5 separate regions of the Sus scrofa genome follow, and regions 2, 3, 4 and 5 are each linked to region 1. Evidence: chromatin contacts called from public HiChIP or PLAC-seq and promoter capture Hi-C data. All regions are on one chromosome and are shown on one strand. The core of a region is the stretch at or near the end of the contact, and the rest is flanking DNA. Distances in the headings are between cores, read along the strand shown. Region 1 overlaps LOC106508664 (a long non-coding RNA gene). Region 2 overlaps TCEANC2 (transcription elongation factor A N-terminal and central domain-containing protein 2). Region 3 overlaps TCEANC2 (transcription elongation factor A N-terminal and central domain-containing protein 2). Region 4 overlaps LOC106510717 (a long non-coding RNA gene). Region 5 holds the start of MRPL37 (39S ribosomal protein L37, mitochondrial).

Region 1 (3,861 bases), core at 996-3,495:
CGCCAGATCCAAGCCGCGTCTGCAACCTACACCACAGCTCACGGCAACACTGGATCCTTAACCCACTGAGCGAGGCCGGGGATCGAACCTGCGTCCTCATGGATGCTAGTCGGGTTCGTTAACTGCTGAGCCACAAAGGGATCTCCTATTTTTTTCTTTTTCTGCTTTAAAATGTTCGGTCTAAAGGGCCAGTTCTATGGGAGTCCCTGCCTTTCCTCTCCACACCTTCCAAATCTCTATTTCCATACCGACTTGCTCTTCAGAGCTGGAACCGGACTGTTTTGAATCAAAGCTCATTTCTGACCCTTCCCACTCCCTCGTCTGGACGAGCTAAAGGTCTGCGGAGCCCTTCCCATATCCTTTCTAACCACACCAGCTCTGCCAGCGGCTCCTGTCTCCTTCCACTCTCTCTAGCGTCTCTCGTTCAGATGAGTTTTTCGACACCCAGCTCTACTCGGCCACTTCCTGGACCAGAAAACTGGAGGGCGAGCCCCTCCCCCACTGTCTGAGGCCCGAAGCCCCAACGCCTAGGCCTGCAAGGCCTGGGGCCCCAAGATCTAGGCCCTGGCCACTGTGCAACCATCCCCCCACCCTGGGTACGTATTCCACACTCCATTTGCTCAACGTGCAAATATCTGCTGAGCCCTAACCATGTGCCAGAAATTGTGTCGGGCGCCCAGGAAATAGGTGAGGTACACACGTGCCCAGAAACCAAGTGTGTTTTGAAAGCTCTGGGGTTCGGGGGCTCCGAGGAGGGGCACGGAATCGAGAGAGGGACTGGGCTGCAGCCAGCTCTCTTCTCACTGGTTTCCTGTTTACTATTAACAGCTGCCCATCCCGCCTTGCACACAAACGCCCAAGCGAACCTTGGTATGTTTTCAGACCAGCAGCTCAGTCGCAAAACACGAAGCAGGCTACTTGAAATTTGCCTTCAGCTGCCTGGAAAATCTGCAGAGAACCCCCTTTAATCCCTCCTTCTTACCCCCAACTTCTGCCTTCCTCTCCCCCCCTTGGAGGGCGCATGGCCCCTTGAAGTTTTGTTTGCTTGCAGGGAATAAAAAAACAACAAAAACCCAGCTTCAGTATGGAGGGTTTTTCTTCCTTTTTTTAAAAAAATATTAAGCATCAAGAGACAGAGCAATCTGCTTGCAGACACTATACGTGCATAATTAATAAAATCTCATTATTTATTTATAAAGAGACACACGAGGAACTGGAGAATGAGGGCTATCCCCATTATATATGAAGAGAGGGAGAGAAAGAGTGGGAGAGGAAGGCAAATACTTTTTGAGCGTTGGAGCCTTCCAGGGAAGTGAATCTCTCAGTATGGAATGAATAAGAAGCATCTGCCTACTCCTTATCCAACTGGTGCTCCGAGCTCAGGAGGCATCAGAGAGCAGAAACCCGGTTCAGCTTAAAAAAAGGACCGGGACCAGTTCGGTGCTCGGCAGTGCACTGGATGCCGGCTTTGGGCAGTTGGCAGAAGAGGAGGCATCGTGGAGGGCCTGGCCGCGGGGCAAAAGGGTTGGGAGCCAATCTGAGGCTTCTAAAGAGGGGGGGACTTGGGCACAGACCCCCTGGTAGGTGGGGGGGAGGCGGCACGGTCACGCCATGGCCACCACGTAAATAACCCAGACCGCCGGCTGGGGTGGGGGGAGACCCTGGTTCCTCCGGTCCATTATAAAGCAGGTAACCGTGAGCGGAGGGGGGTGGTTTCTAAACGCCAGCTCCAGCGCCAGCTCTGCCCTTGGACCTCTGCATGCCAGATGCCCGGCCAGGGCCGCCAATATCAATAACCCAACTTATTATATAACAGCCCCCGCAGCCAGGCAGGCAGGGGTCAGAGCCTCCCGGGCTGGAGCTGGGGTGGACCTTCGCTTTCGCCGTTCTCTCTCTCTCTCTCCTCTCTCATTTTTTCTTGAGACATGCTTTAAAATAGAAAACAGGCTTGTGCAGGAACCAACCCCACAGAAAGAGGTAGTTTGGAGGGATTTTCTCCCCCCCACCTCCCTCAAGTGCAAGCAACTCAGGCAGCGGAACGCTCAGCCTTCCCGGGGCGGTGGGCTCCAGGAGGGGGGGCGGGGGGAAGGGCTGGGGAGGGGTCGGCCTGGGCAGCAGCCCCCGCAGGGTTACCCGGGCGCGTGCAGGGAAACGTCTCAGCAATTCCAGCGCCCGAGCGGAGCGCGCGGGGGGCGGGGGGGAGGGTGGCGCGCGGCGCGGGGCACCTTGAAACCGCCGGCGGCCGCGCGCTGATTGGCCGAGCCGCCGCCTCGGCGTTCCAGCCAGGCGCCCCTCCCCCCGCGCCGTCCACCCCGGAAGGAATTTCCTCCTCTGGCGGCCGCTATTGTTGTCCGCCTTCGCTGTTTGGGTCGGATCGCGTAACCATAGTATCCAAACTGTGTCCGCGCGGGGCCCCAGCCTGGGACCCCTGTGCCCCCCGTCCCTCCAAGCGAACACCCCCACCTTTTTTTTTGCAGCCTACTTATCATGACTTCATCGGACTCCGGGGAGCAGAAGAGGGGGATGGGGCGGGGGGAGCTGGCCCGCTCCTGGCGGCCCTTACTTCGAGATGTTTTCAATTATAATTTTTTAAAAAGTCTGCTTTGTGGGTTCGGGGCTTTTAAATCCTTCCTGCTCCCCCCCCCATTAAACCGTTGGACCAAACTTGAATGGGGTTTTCCCTCCGTTTCTCCTTGACCGTCTTCACTCCAGACCCTGACTTTGCTGCTCACAGCTGGGGGGTGGGGTGGGGGACTTAGCAGAAGTCACCCCCTAAACCCAGCCCCTCAAACCCCCGCTGTGTCCAGGCTCCTGGGCCTGGGCTTGAGCTAGGGAAGACCAGGCTGGTGGAGGGGGTCGAGAATATCGGACCCTGCAGCCTCCACCCTCCGTCCTGGGGCGCTTTCTGGAGGGGTTGGGAGAACCCTGGCGACAGGTTTGGGGGCGGAGGTGCAGGGTGGATGCCCGCCAACCCCTTATCAAAAGGATACGGGGGTGACGGGGGAAGCAGCTGACAGGTTGTTGGAAAAACAAGCCCCCTCGCCCCTCCAATTTCTGCCTCGGCTCTCTGAGCACAGAGACTTCCTAGTCGGCGGCGCGAGCAGCCTGAGACCATACCTGCCCCCCACTCCTGCGGAAAAAACAAAAATAAAAGCCCTGTCCTTGCGAAGTGTGTTCTGCTGAGAGAGGTGGGGGAGCCAGCAGCAAGTCCGCACCGGGCGGGCTGCGAGCGGCGCGGGAGCCCCTGGGGCTGGGGCTGGCAGCGGGGGGCGGTTTGTGTGCCGGGGGGTGTCAAACATTCCCAGAACTCAAGTATTCTCGTGGCGCCGGTTGGGGCGGGGGTAGCAGCTGCGGCAGCCCAAGTTCGGGGCAACACTGCCCCCTAGGGGCCATCGCCGGCGCCTTGCAGCCTGGGAGACGAGGGGCCTGGAGGACGGAGCCAGTGGTACCTGGGCAGGGGTGGCAGTGATCCCCTGGTGACAGGCCTGAGGAGGCCTTCCAAGCGCCAGTTCTGGGGGCCAGGAGGATGCAGTGCTGAGGTTTGGATGCTTTCTCTAGAATTTAAAACTTTAGCATGCTGTGGGGGTCCAGTGATGGACTGCACCTTGAAGATCAATGGGTCTAGTCCCCTTTTGTGCAGTTGGGGAAACTGAGTCCTGGAGAGGGGAGCAGTTTGCTCAGAGAGATGGGTTTATGCCTTCTTTGGAGTCACAAAGTCTTCCTTCATCCCTCAGTGCTCAGTATACAGCATTTTACAGGTGAGAGATCAGTGCGGGCTGGCCTTGCTCAGTTCTGCAGCCGAGGGCGACCTCAAGACTTTGTCTTTCAATCCAGCTCTCTCAACTGTGGGGACTTCGGGGG
Region 2 (3,861 bases), core at 882-3,381, 400 kb before region 1:
TGTTGTGGCGTAGCAGAAACAATCTGACTTGGCCTTGTCCAGTGTGTTAAGGATCTGGCGTTCTGTGAGCTGTGGTGTAGGTCGCAGACATGGCACGGATCCCGGGTTGCTGTGGCTCTGGTGTAGGCCGGCAGCTACAGCTCCGATTAGACCCCTAGCCTGGGAACGTCTATATGCTGTGGGTGCAGCCCTAAAAAGACGAAAAACAAACAAACAAAAGATACTTTACAGTATTTTATTGTTTTATGTGAAATGGCAAGATGTTAACTTTGTTTTCATTGTAAGTAGTGAGTTACTCTACCTTTTTATTTTTTGTTTATTTTTTCTTTTTAAGGGCCACACCCATGGCATATGGAGGTTCCCAGGCTAGGGGTTGAATTGGGGTTGTAGCTGCCGGCCTACACCACAGCTACCAGCAACACCAGAGCCGAGCCACACCTGCGACCTACACCACAGCTCACAGCAATGCCGGATCCTTAACCCACTGAGCGAGTCCAGGGATCAAACCCACGTCCTTATGGATACTAGTCAGATTCGATTCCACCGAACCACAATGGGAACTCCCACTCTACCTTTTCGTGTGTTTGAAGTTTTAAAAAATTCTTTAAACAAAAAAGGGTTTGAATTTTATCATCCAGGAAGTGAGGAGTTGTTGAAGTGTGTGCTTTTTATTGTTGAAATAAATATGTCTTTATGACTTCTCTGCTCTCTGTCCTTGCCTATGAATTAAGACACTTAAGTGAGCCATGGGGTTGATCCACCGCGGCATCGTTTTTCCTTTTCCCTCCTTACTGCCTCTCAGTGCTAAGTGCCCGGTGGTGTCTGACACGGTAAGATTAAAACTTGCACTTTCCTAATAAATGTAACTCTCTTCCTGATTTGCCGTAAGCAGGAGCTGCTTTTAAGCAATTACCCATCATTTGGGGCCATCACACATACTATGCTTTGGTTCAGGTCATAATCAATAATTCATATATCAATAGGAGCCCCATTAGCTCAGGTGAAGGCAGATATCTTTCTAATGAAAATGTTCCATTTTCCAAATGACTTTTCTTTTTCCCAGAGAGTTGTGGTCATAGAAGACATAAAAAGATGGAAAACTATGTTGGAGCTTCCTGATCAAACCAAAGAGAATCTAGTTGAAGTCTTACGAGAATTAAAGAAGAAAATACCGTCCAGGGAAGTGTTAAAATCAACAAGGATTGGTATGTTCCTTCTGAACTTCACGAGATGTGCTTATATTTTGTTTCTTTCCTTCTCCTTTCCTCCCTCCCTCAAACATTAAGTTGTCCATCTTATCAGTGCTTCTCAAACTATCTGTGGTGAGGGACCACTGTTTTAAAAAATTCTCCATTGGTTGCAGACTAATACTCTTATAATAAAATAAAAATTACCAGGAAAGGGAAATTAAAATATGCGAAATACAAGCCCAACTTCTAAGAAAAAAATCAGATTCAATAGATGTAGAATTACTTTGTTAAACTGCTATAAAAATTCCTAAATGTTTACTTCAGTTTCCATACTTACTGCTTGGACTGGTAACTGGCATGATCTGTGGATAACATTTTGGGTGTGCTTGATGCTTAGCGTGCAAAAATGAAGAAGACATGACTCGTGACCTCAAGATCCCTGGGGTTTGGTGGATAAACAAGCATGTAGACAAATGAGAGTAGTAAACTAGTGTAGGCTATTAAAAAAAAAAACAAACCAAAAACATATAGATTATGTCCACAGTACCATTCTGATCTGAACAAGGTATATGCTGGCACAGAGGACAGAGCAGTCACTTCTGTCTGGGGAATTCAGAAAAGGCTCCATAAGCAGAGGTGACATTTCAGTTAAATCTTGGCTTTTCAGTCTTGAGTAGAAATAACATCCGAAGCATGGTTTATAAAAACAAAATGATAGCAGCATTTGCTGCCACATCATTTATTGCAGCATTGGAGCTATTTTAAGAGGTAAGCCAGGAACTACGTTGAATTACCACTTTAGTACAGTACACAACTGTGAATAATACGCGAGGGAGGGCCAACATGTGTTCCTCAAGCTGCTCCTAAGTCCCCAGGGAGTCCAGGGTCGGCCTTCACAGCTGCTGTTCTTGCCCTCACCAGTGCAGCCATTGCCTTCTCTGCCTCCCCTTGACCTCTTGTTCATGAGAAGCAGGAGAGAGAGCAGCTTCAGCCTGGCACTAACAGCTGGTGTGAGCTGTGTGAAATCCCCCTGGGGGCCCCCCGCCAAGAGTCTTGAGAGTTGCACCCCTGTAATATAAACCAGAATCTGAGGAAATTGGATCTTAAAGAACATAAAACCCTATCATTATGGCCAAGGAGATTCTCCCATCTGCTGCTGGATTTTCTCTTTATAGGTTGTGGTCACTAGAGGGCAATAAGACCATTCATTTGAGCAGATAAGGTATTTCCACCAGTAGAGGGAAGTAGTGGTTAATATTTTATGACATGTATACACGTACATATGTGTATGTACATGTTCATATTTAGGCACACTGTAAATACCACTTAAAATCACATCTTAAATATCAACATAATAGGCTGAACTTGTCCTACAAATATAGAGCAGATGATACTTTAAAAAAAATCTTTTCTTTTTGTCCTTGGCATACAATTGGAGTGTTCTTTCAAGAATGGGTGTGTCTCATGTTCAGAGATTTCTATTCAAGAATCATAATGAAACCACAACAAAGGGGTATGGCTTAAGAGCTGGAAACCATCCAACTTTTGAATCTTGACCCTACCCTAAACCTGGCGCAAACCTGAGTTGTATGGAATATAAGAAGTCCTTGGTTCCTTTGTAGTTACATCAGTTGCTACGCTAAAGATTCATTTGGATCATTGCCTGAGAATATTTATATTCTTCCGCCTTTAGCCTCTTGTCTGTTCCTATCCTGTGGGTTATAAGGGACAGATATCTATTGGTACCTTCTTTGCGCTAAGAACTATGCTGGTGTAATAATGAAGGAGAAAGGTATTATCCTCACCTTTTGGGAGCCTGCAGTCTAATGGAAGGACAGGCAGTTTAACAAGACTTTTTCACACAATGTGATGAGTGCTCTGATGATGGGGAGAAGTTAGTCCGAGGAGGATAAGTGTTGGGAGTAGAGAGATGTTAAAGAATGTATCAGGCAGGGTTACATCATGAGAGTTGAACAGAGGGCTGGGGGTGGGAGAGAACATGGTGCACTGCAGAAACTAAAAGAATCGTGGTGTATTCGAAATGTAGTATGCTGGAGAGAGAGTCTGGACCAGTTGGAGAAGGCTCTTTGTAAGCCATTTGAAACTGTTTGGTCTTAGCATGTGTATTGGTTACCTGTCTCTGTGTAAAAATTATCCTCAAATTTAGCAGCTGAAGTATTTCTTATCTTACACAGGTTTACTGAGAGTCAGGAATCTGGGAGCTGCTTGTTTGGGTGCTTCTGGCTCATGGTCTCTTAAGAGGTTATAGTCAAGCTGTTGGCTTGGGCTCTAGTCATCTGAAAGCTTAGCCAGGGCTTGGAGATCTGCTCATAATGGCTCATTTGTGAAATTGCTGGTAGGAGGTCTCAGTTTCTTATCACCTGGGCCTCTCCCTTGGGCTGCTCAGGACGGGTTGGCTGACTTTCCCCAGAATAAGTGATCCAAGAGAACAACCAAGATGGAAGCCATAGTGTCTTCTTTACCACCTAATCTTGAAAGTGACATACTCTCACTTCTGTTATGTTCTATTGATCACGCAGACCAACCTGGGTACCGTCTGGGAGACAACTGCACACAGGTTATGAATACCAAGAGGTGAGGCTCAGTGCGGGCTGTCTTGTAGCCTGGCTATCGCACATGTATTTCTTTTTTTTTTAACCTAGATATATTC
Region 3 (3,861 bases), core at 639-3,138, 380 kb before region 1:
GGTGTACTTGTTTCGTAAACTTTTTTAAAATATAAGTGTAGGGCGTTCCCCACCATTGTGGCTCAGTGGAAATGAATCTGACTAGGATCCATGAGGATTCATGTTCGATCCCTGGCCTCACTCAGTGGGTTAAGGATCCAGCGTTGTAGTGAACTGTGGTGTAGGTCACAGACATGGCATGTATTTGGTGTTGCTGTGGTTGTGGTGTAGGCCTGTGGCTATAGCTCTGATTTGATGCCTAGTCTGGGAACCTCCACATGCTAAGGGTGTGGCTCTAAAAGGACCCCCCCCAATATATATATATATATATATAAATATAAACACACAAAAGATAAACGTACAGCTCACTGAGTTTATCACCAAGTAAGTGCCTCCTTCACCTGGCCACCTCCTACTCATTCTGCAGATTCATGTCAAACGTCCTTTCCTCTCGAGTCCAGGCGCTGTCCTCCTGGGTTGGGTCCCTGTGCAGTAGTTCTGCTCCCCCGCACTCGCTTCTGTCCCCTTTCCTAGCAGCACTCAGTACACTCACAGTGGGTTCACTGGCTGTCTGCAGCTGGTCTGTGCTCCTTATGGAGCCAAGAGTTGTGTCAACCTTGCTCACTGCCCTTTCCTCAGCCCAAGTACGTAGTAGTTGCTAAATGAGTATTTGACTATGTGGTAGGGTAGGGAGGGAAGGAGTGAAGCAAAAAAAGGAAGTGAGTAAAATTTATTTTCAAGGAACTCACTCTTAAGGAAAACAGACTCAAGAAATCTGTCATTATATTATGAAATGACTAAGGAAAGCTCAGGACATTGTGGCAGCCTCAAGAAGAACTTTCAGTCCTTTGAACTAGGATTTGCTTTTTTTGCTTTTTTTTGTTGTTTTCTTTTTTGACAACTGCACCCAAGGCATATGGACGTACCCAGGCTAGGGGTCGAATCGGAGCTGCAGCTGCAGGCCTGTGCCACAGCCACAGCAATGCCAGATCCAAGCCATATCTGTGACCTATGCTGGGTCCTTAACCCACTGAGCAAGGTGGGGGATCAAACCCGTATCGTCATGGATTGTGGTAAGGTTCTTCATCTGCTGAGCCACAACTCTCTACTTTTTGTTTTTTAGCTAATCTTTGAGCTACAAATAGGAGTGTGTTTTCAAGGGCAAGTGTGCCTTGCAAGGGAACATGAACCTGTCGAGAGGCGTAGAGGTGTGTGAAAGCAGCTGAGCTTGCTCAGGCTGGGTGAGGAACAGGACCTGGGAGGCCAATAGTGAGTGGTGCGCCTGGAAAGGAAGTGAGGGGGTCCCAGACCAGCATCCCAGTCTGGCCTGGATCCAGAGCATGTGGACAAAGCCCCAGACCTGTCCTGCTTTGATTTGGCCTGTGACTTCAAGAGGGTTGGGCCTGAGCCAGAACACCGCCAGACTGCCACAGCGCCCATCCTCTAGGCCCGTTCTGCTTAGGTGACTCTGCAGAAGTCTCTCCAAATCCAACTGATCTCAGAACGTGAAGGGAACAGTGAGGGTGGTAAAAAGGAAGACACATGAATGTTGGAGTTGGGGGCTCCGGGTCAGAGCCCCTAACTCTGCCTCTTAATAGTTGTAAGAATCGCAAGCATTTCTTTATCTTTCAACCTGTTTCCTCATCTGTAAAATGAGATCATAGGAGTTGTGGGCATTAAATATGAAAAGTGATTTATAAACTGTTTTACACACATATCAGGATCTAGACCCATTGTTTCTAAAATGCTGCTAAAGGGTTAAAAGGCACTTGAAAAACAAACAAACAGAAAAGTATAAATGTTATACTGATTTATTATCCTCAGTCTTCGTTTCCTGGTTGGTAGAGTACAGGGCCCAGAACCCATTGCTTGGTTCAAGCCAGTTTCCTGTTATAATGGCAAATATTACCACCCGGCAGGGGTTGTGAATGAGGTCCCTGTCACAAAGCACATGGCCTTGTTCCTTAATTGCCAGGGTGGAATTAATTTGCTCTTCCTGTTTCTCTGGTGACAGGAAGTAGATGTCCTTGAATTTCAGTTGATTAATGGAGGCCTCTGAGCAAAGTGCTCCAGCCTCTCTCACTTTTAATCCTTATGCAATGCAAGGCCCTAATTTGATAATTTTGCTGTTTTTTTTAGATGGATCACCTACTGGTTGAAAATATTGAACGGGAAACGTTTCATCTCTGCTCCCGCCTCATTAATGGGCCGTACCGGCGGACGGTGAGAGCCCTGGTCTTCACATTAAAGCATCAAGCTGAAATCCGGGCTCAGGTGAAGAACGGCACGCTGCCAGTCGGCACGTTTGTACAGACCCACAAAAAGTGACCCGAGGACGGTTCCACCCCTGGGCTGGGCAGAAAGGAAAATGGGCCTCTCTCTGCCATTCAAAGATTCTTTTGAGTTTGGGCGATGGCTGTTGCTGGCTGTGCTAAATTTTCCCGTGGTGCCATGTTCCAGACAGAGGATGCAGAGAGCCCTGGGAGACAGGCCGCAGGAAGCGCTTCATTAGCTGTAGTGCGCTGGGGCTGCCTGACAGGATGTGCGCTGGTTGTCACTAGGAAGCGCGGCACGGTTGCCATCACCCAGCACAGTGAAAGGGTGACAGATTTCACTGTGAATATGCCAAGGACACCTCTAAATGTCCCCCGTGTCAGGCAGATGAAGTTCCTACTTTATTTCGCCACCCTGCAGGTAACTGAAACTCAATTACCGCTGCTGCTCACTCGGTTCCGTCCCCCTGAGTTTAGATAGCGCCAGTGCCTCTCAGAACTCCCCCGTCTGTTCTCTTTGCTCTACCCCAGGGGTGAGCCTGCCAGAGCCCGCCAACCACCCCTTCTTTCCAGAACTCACTTATCTGAACGTTTCAGCTCTCCCTGGAAGACCTTCTGTGTTGGGCTCCGGAGCCCCCATGCTGAGGCTTCTAATGAGGAACTGGCCTGAAGCATCCCCACACCTTGAGGTTTATTTGAATATGTCAGCTCTCGGTTTAAGGTTCTGCAGAAGATACATGATGAAATTTCTTTTGAAATGAATTCCTGTAGGAGAAAAATTGTATATGTGTGTGCTTTAAAATGAAATACCTCTACATAGACTTGCTTGAACAATTACGTAAATGATACTTGCTTTTGTTTGTTTGTTTGTTCTGTTTCCATTCCAGGGCTGCACCTGCGGCATATGGAACTTCCCAGGCCAGGGGCTGAATTGGAGCTGCAGCTGCCGGCAGACGCCAGATCCAAGCGGCGTTTGTGACCTACACTGCAGCTCACGGCAATGCCAGATCATCAACCCACTGAGCAAGGCCAGGAATTGAACTCATGTCCTCATGGATACTTGTCAGGTTTGTTACCGCTGGGCCACTTTGGGAACTCTTGATGTTTGTTTTTTTTTTTAGGTAATAAGTAACTGGGACTTTTCCCCCCTAACAAGGTATGACTTGTTCATTGGAAAGTGTTTAGGTTTGAGAAAGAATATAGTTGGAGAAAATAAAGAATAATTGAACAGGAATTTGAGGGAGATAGCAAGCCCAAAGAAGGTTTTTTAGGTTAGAGGAGATTGGAGCATGCTTGTAATCTGAAAAGAAGGAGCCAATAGAAGGGGAGAGATTTAATGTGTTTATAAAAGGAGTTCCTCCCATGGCACAGTGGGTTAAGAATCTGACTGCAGTGGCTCGGGTCGCTGTGGAGCTGTGGGTTCGATCCCCAGCCTGGTGCAGTCAGTTAAAGGATCTATAGAGTGGCCTAAGTTGCAGCTGTGGCTCAGATTCAGTCCCTGGCTTGGGGAACTTCCATATGTCACAGGTGCAGCCAGCCATAAAATAAAGAAATATATATTTTTTTTAAAGGAAAGATTTAAAATCCAAAAAAAGAGGATGTAGATTTA
Region 4 (3,861 bases), core at 658-3,157, 350 kb before region 1:
GTCTGGAGGGGCCCCCGGGCTGGCCGTGTCCCTCCAAGCGCAAGCTGCCTCCTCTCCCCTTTCAAGCCAGAGGACGGTCAGAACCCCGCTGTTTACTGGCCCCAGTTGCTGCACTCTCCCCTGCGGTTTCTCTGTACTCTGCCGGCACCTTTGTCAGCTGTCCCTTTATTAAACTCACTTCGGATTCCCGAATTCAGTGGCCTGTCTGCTGGTTCCCACTGACCCTGACTGATACGGTCCCTTTGAGCAGTGTGTACCTTAGAGCTGGCTAGTCCCCCCAGACGTGGGCTCCTGAAGGGAGGGGCCTGTCTGAGCCAGTCTGCACCTCCATGGGCAGAGCAGCACCCAGAAGGCGCCACACACGTGGGGTTGGATGAAGCGAGTTGCGTGAAACTGTCCAGCCATCCATTCACTCATTCATTCTCTCATTCAACCACGACGGCTCAATGAGGCTGCATGTGCCAGGCTCTGGCAGCGGTGGACAAGGGGAAGACAGCCTTCTTGGAGCTGGCATTGTGGAGGGGAAATGCGCGTAAAGGGGAAAAAGCAAGCACACCCCCACACCGTTTCAGAGGGGTACAGGAGTTCCCGCTGTGGCTCAGCGATCACGAACCCAGCTAGTATCCATGAGGACTCAGGTTCGATCCCTGGCCTCGCTCAGTGGGTTAAGGATCCAGCATTGCTGTGAGCTGTGGTCGCAGACATGGCTCGGATCCAGTGTTGCTGTGGCTGTGGTGTAGGCCGGCAGCTGCAGCTCCAATTAGACCTCTAGCCTGGGAACCTCCATATGCCGCAGGTGCGGCCCTAAAAAAAATTAAAAAAAAAAAAAAGGTATCCAGAGGGGTACAAAGTGACAGGTGTAGGGGCTCAGTTTTAGACTTGTGATGGGGGTGGGGCAGTGGGCAAAGAAGCATGTGCGGGAGCCACACCAGGCAGTGCCCTGGTGCCAGGACATTGCACACAGAGGGACCAGGAGCTAGCAAGGCTGGGGGTGGGAATGATCTTGGTTCACTGAAGAACAGCAGGGAAGCCAGGAGGCCAGAGCAGATTGGGCTCAGGGTGACTCCTAGGAGTGAGCAGGGACTTGCTATCTTGTAAGGCCCTTCAGCTCTGGGATGGGGAAAATCCTCAGGGAAGCGCCTGCCCGGGCCTGGGCCTGCCAGCAACCCCCCTGAACAGTCCTGGAGGAGGCCCTGAGTGGGGCTCGCTCCCTTGTTTCCTCAGTCCTCACGGCGACCTCACGAGCTGGGGCGGGGCAGGGGGGGGCTGGGGTCTTTCTACCCCTGGTCCACACAGGAGGAAACTGACCCTCAGAGAGGTTAAGCCACCCGCCCAAGGTCACATGGAGTCAGAGAAAGGAATGAACCCAGGTCTGCCTGACCTGCTGGCTAGAAGTTTTCCCAGGACCAGCACAAACATTGGCCGCGGGCTTCCTCAGTAGTAATATTGGCACTACAGGGACAGACTGGCAGGAGGACCCAAAGCTCCAGGCCACGCAGCCAGTAAGGATGGAGCTGGGGGTCTGAGCTGCGCTCTTTCCACAGCCCCCTGCCCTCTGAAAAGAGCAGATGGTAGCGGGGCAGGAGAGCTTTGCCGTGCCCCATCCCCACCTGGCGCCCAACACTTCCAGGGCCAGGGCACATGGGCTAATGGGTATCATCTCAGCCCCTTCATTTCTAGAGACATTGTGCGGCATAAAGACTGTCATTTCCTGCGACTCATGCAGGGTAATCAACGTGCCGGCTGCCCGGAGGGCTGGGAATGGCAGTACTGAGGCCCGTTCATGAAGATAAAACCGCCCTCGCTCTCCTTGCCATTCAGTCCTTCCCAGCCAGACTCAGCCCTTGTGTCTGAGAGCATCGGCTAAGTGTCCCAAGAGGCCCCAGCTTGCTGCATAGTCCCCTAACTCAGGGAAGTACTGTCTCCCTCAGCCTAGTTTCAACACGTCCTAGCCATGTGACCTTGGGCACAGAACTTCCCCTTTCCAAACCTCAGTTTCCTCATCTGTGAAATGGGGGCAATTATGTCTGCCTCACAAGGTGGCTTAAGTGAGATGACACATCTTAAACCCCTGCCCCATAGGCGTGCTTAGGAATAGTAGCTGTGACAGCGACGACAGTGCTGGGGGTGATAGTGATGCTTGCCATGATTTGAAAATAGGAACCCTGAGGCCAGAGAGGGGAATGGGCTCCCTCAAGGTCACACAGCAAGTCAGCAGCAAAGCTGGGCCTAGAACTTGGGTTTCTAGGCCAGAGCTTTTGCGTATTACCACTGACTCATGGGTCAAGGATAAGTGAGTTTCGTTGACTCCTTCCATGGATGGGCACTGTCATCCATCATCTCATTTAATCCTCACAACAGAGAGATGAAGTATGTGTTATTATTATCCTGACTTTGCAGGTGAGAAGGCTGAGGTGTCTACCCAAGGTCACGCAGCTAGCAAACATTGGAGCCCGAGATGGACCAGGAGTGGTCTGCCTGCAGAACCTCAGCCCGGACCTTGGTGCCAGGGCCCTTGAAGAAGACCAGCTGCTGAGGGTGAGGCCAAGGAGCCCAGCTTTGTGTGCACACACAGTCACACACTCAGCCCTGCCACAGGCTGGGCTGTTGTCCCCCCATTCTGAGAAGTTGACAAGGATAGTGTAAGCTTAGGTCCAGCGGTCAACCCAAAACCCAGCCCATGGGCCCTGGAGGGCAGAAACCCATGGGCATCCTAGAGAGTGTATGGTGTGTGTCTAGTCCTGCCCAGACATGGAAATTGAGACCTGGGAAATCTGTGAGGCTTCGCAACTCAGGCTGGCTCCGTGGCTGGAAGAGTCTGAGAGTGAGAAGGTAGCTGGCAGAGAAAGAGGCTGGGGCCCCTGCCCCAGACACCCCAGCATCTCCTGCTGGCATGTTACCCTGACAGACCTTTAAAGCATCATGTCGCTACACCCTCAGCAAGGTGTGGTTCCCTTCTGCAGGTGGGGATGGGATACCAAGGCTCATAGAATCAAAGCGGCTCGCTCAGACTCATTTAAAAAAGAGTGTGGAGTCGAATCTGGTTCTCCCAATGTCCAGGCTACCCTTTCCTCCTTGCTTGATTCATTTCTTGCTTTATGGGCTCTTTTCTCTCTAGCTCTTTTCTCCGTGAGTTACCAGCTCCTCTGCACCCCTGGCCCTGATTTGCTGACACTTGACTGTAAGCATCGTGAAGTCAGGAATCGCCTTTGATCAGCTCAGCTCTGGGTGTCTGGCACCTGTCACAGCAGTAAGTACAAGGCTGGAAATCTGTGGATGTTTGCTGGATTGTTTAAGGAACTGTAATTGAACTGCATTTTTTAAAATTGATGCCAGTGGCTGGCACAGCCAATTTGGAGACTTCTATTATGAAAGGACTCACTTGAGTGATTCATTATGCAAATATAAAGGTGAACAGGGGAAAGTGATGTATTATAAATATATTTTTGTTTATTTTTCATTAACAAGATTGCTCCACTTCTTGATATATAGGGCTCTGGGGAGGGCTGGACCAATTTGCATAAGGATGCAGAAGTCTTCTCACAGGGAAGCATTGGGGAGCCAACCCCTGCTCACTGTGATGTAAACTTAGAAAAATACGGGTGGCCTGGAGTAGTTCTGAGTAGATCGGAGTAGCTCTGAGTGAAGTCCAATGGCAGGAGAAGGTCCAGATGGCTCCAAAGAGGAGGAGGATGGGCTGGGGATCTGAGCTTGACATCAGGGGTGAGGACAAAGACACAAGGGACTTCAATCAGCTTTTCAGTCAAGGATCACGATCTATTGAAGGGAAAATGCCAGCATGAAAGAGACACTAGTTCTCGGCCTCCAGCCTCACTCCTGAGCACAGCGTGGGCCTGCCTG
Region 5 (3,861 bases), core at 978-3,477, 300 kb before region 1:
ATGATTTTGGGAAGATTTAGCAGGCTGAGACCCCCTTGAGGGCAAACATGGTGTCTTATTTCCTTATTCTACCACCAAGCACAGGCCTGGCATATGGAAGGCTCAGGTGAGTGCTAAGTACTCAGTTGACAAATACGGCTTGGGAGCCAGACACCGTGCTAGGTGCTGGGATACAGCAGAGGTAAATAAAACATGGGCTCTACCTGCATAGAGCTTGTGGGCTGGCACAGTGTCACAGCAGTTCATCTCATTTTTCTTGCGTGTTATGTACCAGGTTTGTATGAAGAGTGAATGAGGTCTGGTGCTCTTTTTATGCTGATCTCTTACTCCCAAGAGGTATTTTACAGATAAAGTGAGACAAGTGAAGGAGCTCTGTTAACTGTAAACTGTTGTACAGCAAGGCGGTTATTTATCTTTTCTTTTTTTTTTTTTTTGCCTTTTCTTGGGCCGCTCCCACGGCATATGGAGGTTCCCAGGCTTGGGGTCCAATCTGCGCTGTAGCCACCGGCCTACGCCAGAGCCACAGCAACTTGGGATCTGAGCCTTGTCTGTGACCTACACCACAGCTCATGGCAATGCCAGATCCTTAACCCACTGAGCAAGGCCAGGGATCAAACCTACAACCTCATGGTTCCTAGTCGGATTGGTTAACCACTGAGCCATGATGGGAACTCCAAGGCGATTATTTTATTTATTTATTTATTTATTTTTGTCTTTTTGCCATTTCTAGGGCCACTCCCGCAGCATATGGAGGATCCCCAGGCTAGGGGTCGAATCGGAGCTGTAGCCACCAGCCTAAGCCAGAGCCACAGCAACGCAGGATCCAAGCCGCGTCTGTGACCTACACCACAGCTCACCACAACACCGGATCCTTAACCCACAGAGTGAGGCCAGGGATCGAACCTGCAACCTCATGGTTCCTAGTCGGATTCGTTAACCACTGAGCCATGACGGGAACTCCAAGGCGGTTATTTATCCATCTCAGCCTTAAATTTATCTTCTCCATGTTTTACTAATCTCACTTTCCCTGGCTGTTTGGAAATTAGTAGAGAAGTTGGCCATGTCAATCATGAATTTTAAAGGTCCAGCTTCCTCTCAAAGACAAGCCTTCTCTCAGCCTTCTGCCTTTTCAGTGTAAGAAGCCAGGCGCTGACATCTGCTGTTGCCTCTGCTGCGATGATGCTCCTCACCCTCAGGCCCTGCTTCAAGGTCACCTTCTCTGAGCTCTGCTGAACCTTCCCCTTCTCATTCTCTAGCAGGTACTATGTTTATTATTAATAATACCTTATTGATTAATCACATATTATTATTTATTCATTCATTAAACACATATTGAGTCTGTGGCAGACGCTGATCTACAGGCAGGCTTCAGTGAAGAATCTGAAACCCGCGCACTCATGGAGCTTATATTCTAGTGGGAGAGTCATTACACAAGATCAAAATGGAAAACATGGCACGTTAGTGTTAAATGCGAAAGAGAAAAATAACTAGGGAAACGGGGTAAGAAGTGTGTGTGTTGTAATTGCTATTTATTTACTTGCTGTCTGTCTGTATCGCCTACTAACCTATAAGGTCTACGTCACATCTGTTTCATTCACCAGTGCAAACCTGGTGCTCAGCAGTGCCTGAGAGTTTGTCATTTGATAAACACGTGTTGCTCAAAGAGCAGGGTACACCTCCAGGTGTACCTCTGATCCTGCTTCTAGGAGGCGCAAAAGGAAATTCCAAGGAAAGAGGAGGAAAGGAACTCACTTTCAGCGCTGGGGAGGAGGCGAGCAGTACAAGCGGTCGGTGCAAGGACCACGCTCAAGCTTATCGTGAGAAGTGGTTGAGAGGAAAGGAAACCCACCACGTGCGGGACGCTGCGCAGCTGCGCTAGTTTAGGCACTTCTATCACTATTTTTACAGCGAGGGACTTTAAGGCTCAGAAGGACGTACCCTGCCCAAACTCCAACTGCCGTAAGAGATCAAGGTTGTCCTGAGTTCGAGTTTGAGGTCCTGGAGCTCTTCTCCTAGTCCCGTCCCAGCCCCCATCACAACCACTCACCTACCCTCCAGCGATTCCCCTCAGGTGAGGATCATGCAGGTTCCCCCCCCGCCCGCGGCGAAGCGGGCAGGGTTCCACCTGCGGGAAAGGAAGAAGGTCTGGGGGGTGGGGCAAGACAAAGATGCCCTGATTGTGATTGGTTAAAGCCGCTGCCACTCATAAACGGAGCCTTGGCGTTCAGCCCATTTCGTTCCCAGCAGGCCTTGCGCTCGGGAAGATGGTGGCGTCCAGGTGGAGGCTTTGAGAAGATCCGCTGGGTATGGCGTTGGCGTCTGGGCCCGCAAGGCGGGCGCTGGCTCGCCTCGGCCGGCTCGGCCTTGGGGGCTGCGGGGCCCCGAGACGCGGGGCGTACGAGTGGGGTGTGCGCTCCACGCGGAAACCCGAGCCTCCTCCCCTGGACAGAGTGTACGAGATCCCAGGACTGGAGCCCATCACCTACGCGGGGAAAATGCACTTCATGCCCGGGCTGGCGCGGCCAGTCTTCCCTCCCTGGGACCCCGGCTGGACGCACCCAAAGTTCCGCCGTTTGCCCCCGCTTCACGAGCACCCGCTGTACAAGGACCAGGCGTGCTACGTCTTTCACCAGCGTTGCCGTCTCCTCGAGGGTGAGGCCCCAGCACGGGCGGGAAGGGGCCTTGTTCCTCCACTCAGCACAGACCTCAATTTTCTGTGGCCTTGGGCAGGACATTGAAACTCTGTGGGCCTCAGGTTCTTCGTCTGTGAAAGGCGCCCGACATTGATTCCCATCTCCTGAAGTTGTCAAGATTAAGTGGGACGAAAAGAGCAGCATGTGTGAGAGAGTATTAAGAATTTTAGTGGCCAAGTGAAAATAACTGGTTTCTAGGCTTAGCCTTGCCTCTCCCTCTCTGTGATTTTGGTCAAGTGGCTGAAGCTTCCTAAGCCTCCATTTCCTGTGGCATGAGTTGTTTTTGACTAGGTGGAGCACATTGGCTGAGCTCTTGACACCCTCCAGATGTAACTATGTTTAAGAACTAGATGGGAGGGAGCTCCCCTTGTGGCTCAGTAGGTTAGGAACCCGATGAGTATCTGTGAGGATGCAGGTTCGATCTCTGGCGTCGCTCAGTGGGTTAAGAATCTGATGTAGGTCGCAGATGTGGCTCAGATCCCGCTTTGCTGTGGCATTGCTGCAGCTCTGATTACACCCCTAGCCTGGTGACTTCCGTATGCCACAGGTGTGACCCGAAAAAGGACTAGAGGGGAATTATAGTGCAAAGAGACGACAGAAAGAGTGCTTAATCTGCAGGCCTATCTCCTTTTTTCACAGGATTGGTAATTGTGACAGAGGGGATGTGACTTGCTCACAGCTGTGCTGTGGGTTACTAGTGAAGCCAGGCCTACACCAGGTCAGTGTCTCTTGTCAAAGGTCAGAGCTGAGATGTTTTTCAAGGAAAGGATCCAGACCTAAAAGCTGTCTAGTTCCCTTCTCCTTTATTCCTACTAGGAATAAGAACAGCTCGAAATAACTTGAGCCAAAACTATCTGTATGTCTATGGCAGTAGCAGAAATTGTTTCATTGTATGGGGGGGCTTGTTTATTGAGAGACCCTTTACTGATTTTTCTCCTTATTCTTCCTTAGTCCCTAAATCAGGATAGGGTTAGGGCTTGGCCTGAAAACACAAAATGGTCCAGGTAAGTGGGAGCAGAATTTTCCAATGAGTAATTAAGAAAGAAAGAGACCTGTCAGAATTTGGGGACTAAGCCAGCGAATAAATCCTAGGTTTGAAAAACACTTGAGTCAACCAGCCAGCCTCTTAAAGCTGCCCAAACCCTTTCCTGAAAGCTGGGCTTGCAGC

Evidence for each region. Promoter capture Hi-C pulls out the DNA fragments that hold promoters and counts their contacts. HiChIP or PLAC-seq counts read pairs in DNA pulled down with a chosen protein or histone mark.
Region 2: an H3K27ac HiChIP or PLAC-seq map of alveolar macrophages shows a contact between it and region 1. The contact joins two enhancer-like sites. A contact is called at or near these places in 1 of 5 promoter capture datasets (fetal skeletal muscle), 19 of 47 Hi-C or Micro-C datasets (alveolar macrophages, blood, embryonic fibroblasts and 10 more) and 2 of 2 datasets of contacts at active chromatin or transcription factors (alveolar macrophages and skeletal muscle).
Region 3: a contact with region 1 is called in an H3K27ac HiChIP or PLAC-seq map of alveolar macrophages. The contact joins two enhancer-like sites. A contact is called at or near these places in 4 of 47 Hi-C or Micro-C datasets (blood, embryonic fibroblasts and mesenteric adipose tissue) and 1 of 2 datasets of contacts at active chromatin or transcription factors (alveolar macrophages).
Region 4: an H3K27ac HiChIP or PLAC-seq map of alveolar macrophages shows a contact between it and region 1. The contact joins two enhancer-like sites. A contact is called at or near these places in 15 of 47 Hi-C or Micro-C datasets (alveolar macrophages, embryonic fibroblasts, fetal heart ventricle and 9 more) and 2 of 2 datasets of contacts at active chromatin or transcription factors (alveolar macrophages and skeletal muscle).
Region 5: a promoter capture Hi-C map of liver shows a contact between it and region 1, with 9 times the contacts expected there. The contact joins the promoter of MRPL37 here to the enhancer-like site in region 1. A contact is called at or near these places in 2 of 5 promoter capture datasets (fetal liver and liver), 3 of 47 Hi-C or Micro-C datasets (embryonic fibroblasts, liver and skeletal muscle) and 2 of 2 datasets of contacts at active chromatin or transcription factors (alveolar macrophages and skeletal muscle).

The regions. Positions count from the first base shown.
Region 1 is chr6:157,842,920-157,846,780 of Sscrofa11.1, reverse strand. It overlaps LOC106508664 (a long non-coding RNA gene), which reads left to right. Exons shown (of 3, transcript XR_002345181.1): 2 at 1-596; 3 at 829-1,076. Among named protein-coding and RNA genes, the nearest start is that of ACOT11, 13 kb to the right of the region's middle. Within about 2 kb of position 2,245, at least 72 of the 83 cell types and tissues checked have an H3K27ac peak or open chromatin away from gene starts, as enhancers often do. A contact at or near this core is called in alveolar macrophages, fetal liver, fetal skeletal muscle and 2 more, where this site is marked.
Region 2 is chr6:158,243,366-158,247,226 of Sscrofa11.1, reverse strand. It overlaps TCEANC2 (transcription elongation factor A N-terminal and central domain-containing protein 2), which reads left to right. Exons shown (of 5, transcript XM_005665408.3): 3 at 1,064-1,205. Among named protein-coding and RNA genes, the nearest start is that of TCEANC2, 17 kb to the left of the region's middle. Within about 2 kb of position 2,131, at least 8 of the 83 cell types and tissues checked have an H3K27ac peak or open chromatin away from gene starts, as enhancers often do. A contact at or near this core is called in alveolar macrophages, fetal skeletal muscle and skeletal muscle, where this site is marked.
Region 3 is chr6:158,220,363-158,224,223 of Sscrofa11.1, reverse strand. TCEANC2 (transcription elongation factor A N-terminal and central domain-containing protein 2) reads left to right here. Exons shown (of 5, transcript XM_005665408.3): 5 at 2,119-3,861. The coding sequence ends at 2,307. Among named protein-coding and RNA genes, the nearest start is that of TCEANC2, 40 kb to the left of the region's middle. Within about 2 kb of position 1,888, at least 5 of the 83 cell types and tissues checked have an H3K27ac peak or open chromatin away from gene starts, as enhancers often do. A contact at or near this core is called in alveolar macrophages, where this site is marked.
Region 4 is chr6:158,188,622-158,192,482 of Sscrofa11.1, reverse strand. It overlaps LOC106510717 (a long non-coding RNA gene), which reads left to right. Exons shown (of 3, transcript XR_002345187.1): 2 at 2,401-2,538; 3 at 3,119-3,229. Among named protein-coding and RNA genes, the nearest start is that of CDCP2, 17 kb to the right of the region's middle. Within about 2 kb of position 1,907, at least 1 of the 83 cell types and tissues checked has an H3K27ac peak or open chromatin away from gene starts, as enhancers often do. A contact at or near this core is called in alveolar macrophages, where this site is marked.
Region 5 is chr6:158,141,895-158,145,755 of Sscrofa11.1, reverse strand. It overlaps MRPL37 (39S ribosomal protein L37, mitochondrial), which reads left to right and starts at 2,227. Exons shown (of 7, transcript XM_021096592.1): 1 at 2,227-2,652. The coding sequence starts at 2,307. It overlaps LOC100622386 (NADH-cytochrome b5 reductase-like), which reads right to left and starts at 2,159. Exons shown (of 6, transcript XM_021096602.1): 1 at 2,048-2,159.